2 separate regions of the Oryzias latipes genome follow, and region 2 is linked to region 1. A link is a contact called in public Hi-C data. All regions are on one chromosome and are shown on one strand. The core of a region is the stretch at or near the end of the contact, and the rest is flanking DNA. Distances in the headings are between cores, read along the strand shown. Region 1 holds the start of fam98b (protein FAM98B). Region 2 has its middle 6.9 kb from the start of spred1.

Region 1 (2,700 bases), core at 20-2,519:
AGGAAGGTGAGTAGATACAGAGGAACTGGAGATGCTTCTTGGTATTTCCCACGGTGCCTTTAGGAGTTCCAGAGAGGCCTTCTTCATAAGGACAGTGAAGTTCCCTCAGAAGCCCACTCATCTCAACCTGGAGGCTCTCCAGGTCATCTAGAAGCAATGAGATTGGTGCATCTTCAAAATCAAACTTTTCATACTCATGTAATGCAAAGTTATTTACATGTTAAAAACATTGTAAATTAGAAAACCATAAGTAAAAACCAACATGTTAAAGCATAAAATGATTTATAAATAAGATGCTAAGTAGAATTCTGGATTGATACTGGAGTGGGGACACAATATTATGGGGGACCCATCATCCACACCAGTGACACCCACCCACTAACCCACCCACAGCAGATGTTTGTAAAAATTGAATAAAGTATCGCCATAAGTTTTGGATGTAATTTTAGGAATTGCTAAGGGTTAATTTAGCAGAACCCCCTCACTGGCATGAAGGATCCAAACTCATCAGCCCCTGAGGATGTCACAGGTTTAAATCAATAGAAAAAATGAAAATAATATTTATAACTATACTATATAGAAAAATAATTAGAATTTGCCAGGTAACAAATCTGCTCCAATCTTCCCACAAATGCATCTTCTTCGCTCTGACACCACTTTTAAATTGGAAATAAACAGAGTTTTCATCAAACTGTGTCATAGGAGCGCCTTTTCAGCATCAAAAATATTTTTTCATTTTTATGTTTATTTTATGCTACGGTTCCATTGTGGAGTTTCTGGTGTTGGTGCAGTCAGATGGCTGACCTGATCCGGAGGTGATGCTCTCCTCCAGGCTACACAGCGGCTTCAGTCTGGACGCCAACCAGCCGCAGAGGCTCACGTACTCCGGCGAGGACAGGCCGCTCTCTGCGGCGCGAAGAAGCGCCTTCTCCTCCAGGAGAGGCCCGTCATAGCTGCACACCGTAACAAATGTCAAAATCGATTATTACAGTCAGTGTACATGGTTATATTCCGCTAAGTACGTAACGTTATTTATAAACTAACTGCTCACGGGTTCGGGTAGCGGAGACAGTTACATGCTAATGCCTGGCTGGTTAGCTTACCCGAGCTGATCCAAAGAGTCCAAGATGTCACATTCCATTCCTAACAGCGTGAGTTTTTTATTCCAAGTTATTTAAAACTCGATGATGTGAACACATGTATGTCAACAAACAGCGTTTCAACCCATTCATTTCCTTTGTACACCAACGGACCCGCTCCGGTTAGAAACGGAGGCATCACAAATACATGGTTCCGCAGTGGAACTATTTACGTCGATTCTAGTACAGTCCCAATTTTTTTAAAATAAAATGTACAATCATCTAACCGCAAGAAAGATTTATATTAAAATCTTTTTTTTTTTTTTACTTTTGAAAAACAAAGTAAGGAAATTTGTGTGTGGTGATTTCTCTGTTGTATCAGGACACCTGGCCATGGTAAACCACTTTTAAAACCCTTGTGCTATCTTAGATGACCCCACCCTTACATTGACGTGTTATTCCTACCATGACAAAGGTGGATAAAGGTGGAAAGATTTCATGTAATCCATGGACACCAGTGAAGATCACAAATCATTGAAGAAAAAAGGTTCAACGAACTGTCTAGTGGGTCTAGATGACCCAACTCTCAATGTTAAAGTGCCTAGGATAGCACAAGGGTTACAATGCATCTGTGTTAGAAAACAACAAATAAAATCTCCTGCATAGACTTGAAAATAAAACTATAATTGGATAGCCTGTTTTTCGTCCCATTAAAGTATGTCATGTTTTAAAGCAGCATGCATTCATAGTAGCTGAGTATTAATAGTGCTGCCATGACAATTATTGCTAGATCTTCCAGATCAGCTCTATACATCTCATTCTGTTTCAGATTCTTCTTTGGTGGTTTGAAAAAAGAAAACAAACTGACAGATTAATAATTCATCATTCAACATATGTAAGCTTTAGTAGCATGTGGAAGACCTTTACAGTCATTTCCTTCCAGGAAATCAATAGCCTCATTTGCTCCTCAAAAAGATGCTGCCCCATACCATCACACTCTCAATCAGTACAGCACAGCATTCTCAGTGTCCTACAACTATTTGTTGTTAGCTGAATCTGAACATAATGTTCCTCTACATGTTCAGGCTTCAGAGCACGTGTTAGAGACAGCAGCACAAACGGGCCTGAGGGTAAAGGGCAGGCCACCTGGAAACCTGTATGAAACTGGTGATTGACTAGCTGTGGGAAGATCCTTGTGCAGAAGCTTTGACTTAAAATCTGCTGAAAATAATATACTGTATCAACAAGATGACAGTATTTGATGACTCCAGTTTGCAGAAGCTCAAAATAAGAGTCAACAATGGCAGAAACATGAACTACTTCGTATTGGTGAAAGAAAATCAGACAAATATTTCATGGGCACAACCCACATGCAGTATTTAGGTTCTAGTACTTCTCCTGCATGGTCCCCACAAATGAAGCATCGTTCAAAAGGGAAATAAAGGATTAAAACCATTTACCAAACATAATTTCCCAATTTAAATGACACACTTCAGGAGGAGTACCATCTTAAGACCATTCCTTCATAGCCAAGAAGAAGGAGACTGAGTAAATGTATTGATGATGATACCTTATTTCTTTCATATACTTTAAGAGGAAAGATAAGGGGAAAAAATACAAG
Region 2 (2,700 bases), core at 197-2,696, 43 kb after region 1:
CTGACTAATGGAAAGAAACTCCTTTGTCTGCTTTGAATTTCTTCTTTCTAACATGATAATAAAAAGCTATATCTTGTAAACTTTTAAAGTCCCACTCTGATCAACTTCTGATCTAATATCAAAGCATTCCAAGTGGTCTTTTAACTATGATTATCCCCTCCTATCAAAAAACCTGTGTCATTTTCTAGGACATAGCGGCAGGAGGTCATTAGAACTCGCCTCTGAGTTGTGGACGGGACCATTGGTTTGGAGTAGGCCTACCCCCACATCCCATTATCCCTTTGTTTACACTCTCCTGCTTGCTTACAGCCTCTCACAACCCCAACCTAACATTATAAAAAATATGGCGAACAAAATTGGACCTATCCAGCTGTAGAGTTTTGTACCAGATTCCAGCTCAGACGAGGAAAACAATCTATTTGTCTGCAAGTGAATGCATCGGAATGGAGCAGAGCAGGGAAGTTATGGCCTGCCGATTGTATCTTCTAAGTCACTGCTACAAGCTTTTTCAAATGGCATTTTGTCATCTGCTCCTGATCTAAAACAATTTGAATGAAGAAATACTCAAACCCAATTTCAAGCTTAAGCTTGAAATTGGGTTTGAGTATTTCTTCATTAATTTAGCTTAAGCTTAATTTATTAAGCTTGAAATATATAGGGTAAATGACGCATATATGTCCTGCATCATCTGAAAAATGTCACAGGAACATGTTAAAAAAAAACAAAAGATGGTTTTCTTTGGTTTGTTTCTTTAAGGAAGTTCTGTTAAACTTAAATTTGATCTTGAATCATGGAGACAAAACTACATTGGAAGACAAACTTCCAATGTCTTGACGCTTTCTGATTAGCTTAAAGTGTTGGGAACCCAAAGTAAAACAAAGAAAAAGATTTCATTCCGATGTTTCACTCGACTCCCAGAGAAAATCTCGATTTCCTTTTCTGCTAAACAATCGTCACAGGCGTATTTTGGACAGAAGATAAACAGAATGGTTGGTTTTAACCACGCCAGCTTTGCTAAAAACCAGTGGGGGAAATCAGAGGCAAATACAAAAAAACCCCAGAAGATTATCCAGTCCATTTAAAATCAGTCTTTAGATCCCCCTCCTCAACTGTGCAGCCCCTCGTCCACATCCCTCTGTTTCTCCCCCTGCGGCCTCCTCCACTTAATCCTCCCGCTCATTTGGGAACCACCAGCACCCCTCCATAAAGAGAGGTATTGTGCCCAGATTATTTGATTGTTTTCAGATGTTAGAGCATTCATACACAAAAGAGGAAGGACAGGGTTTGTCCATAAGGCCTAGCCCACTTAGCCCACTGATGGACACACAGGAGGGAGGGAGAAGAGAGCGGGCACACGAGTCAGGAAGTGACCCCTGCATTGCCAGATTACAAACAATGTGCTCTCTCAACGTTTGCAGTCCTCCATGTGGAACATACCACTTCTGTGAGTGCTGAAGGGGTGGCTGCTTAAAGGAAGCGCAAAGCATGGCTTCAGTGCTTCATCCATTCCTATGAGCGGCAGAGGAAGGCAGCCGGGCCAGGAAGGCACTTAACTGATGAGCATGGCGATGGATGAGAACTGAATTTGATGCATGGGGGAGGCGTCATTATGCCTTTATGCTTGGCAGTACATGCCTACGCTCAGCAGTGATATAAGATTTGAGATACAGTTTTTGTTCCCTGTGCCTGCATTACCCTTCACTGCTGTCGATTCATCCTTGTCTGTTTGCAGAGAGACAGCCTGCCATTTTTGACCCAACTCTTTCAGTTCTGCAGAGGTTAGAATTGAAGCAAATCTGTAAAAAAATGAGAGAAAAGGCAGAGATGAACACACGCACACACACACACACACCACCCCCATTTGCATGGTCATGTGTGACTCACAGTGCATCACAGAACCGTATGAACTTCAAAAGAGACTGGCTGTACATTCACAGTGTGCTCAACCTCTGCTCTTTAAATAGCTCAGCCTCCTCTAAACACAGAAATCCATGCATTTGAAATGATTGAATCATAGGAAAAACTTAAGAGGTTGGGTTCATGTTCATCACGCGTCCCAGTGGCGATGCGCAAAGGCAAAACTGGTCTGGCTTGGCAAAATTCTGCAAGTAGCACATGTTTGCATAAACACAAAGGGAAGCACCACATGTCATGGTGTTTTGCCTTCCTATTTGTTGCCATAATAACAAATAATTACTTGTGCTTAAATTTTACATTTAAAGACCCAGTCTAGAGAAAATTGGGTTTTTGGTGTTTGTAACACATTTTAGTAGAACTTTTTTCATGATGGAGGACATATATGAAGAAAATTGTGATGCATTTCTGCATTTCTGAGTATTTCTTTTTTCTGTGAATCAGGAGCAGACGACAAAAATGGTGTTTAAAAAAAAGCAGTATTTGTGACATACAAACTACACTCGGCAGGCCGCAAGCTCCCTGCTCCGCATCACTCTGATGCATCCACCTTTAGACAAATAGATCCACTAACGGCTCAGTTCCCCTCGTCTGAGCTGGGATCTGGATCAAAATTGTACGGCATTTTTTTGCTTCTCTAATGTCAGTTTGGGGTTGTGTGGGGCTGTAAGGTAGAGCGTGTAAACAAAAGAGATGATGGGAAATGAGTACGCCGTCGGTCCCACCCACAACTCAGAGTTGAATTTCTAGTCAACTCCTGCTGCTCTGCAGAAACAATGCCCGAGA

Evidence for each region. Hi-C and Micro-C count contacts between places; a contact is called where the count stands out from the background.
Region 2: a contact with region 1 is called in a Hi-C map of gastrula embryo, with 3 times the contacts expected there. The contact joins the enhancer-like site here to the promoter of fam98b in region 1. A contact is called at or near these places in 5 of 5 Hi-C or Micro-C datasets (embryo, fibroblasts and gastrula embryo).

Annotation. Positions count from the first base shown.
Region 1 is chr22:7,009,681-7,012,380 of ASM223467v1, forward strand. fam98b (protein FAM98B) reads right to left here and starts at 1,270. Exons shown (of 8, transcript XM_004082477.4): 1 at 1,104-1,270; 2 at 805-953; 3 at 19-147. The coding sequence starts at 1,141.
Region 2 is chr22:7,052,800-7,055,499 of ASM223467v1, forward strand. No RefSeq gene overlaps it. Among protein-coding and RNA genes, the nearest start is that of spred1, 6.9 kb to the left of the region's middle. Within about 2 kb of position 1,447, at least 5 of the 8 cell types and tissues checked have an H3K27ac peak or open chromatin away from gene starts, as enhancers often do. A contact at or near this core is called in embryo and gastrula embryo, where this site is marked.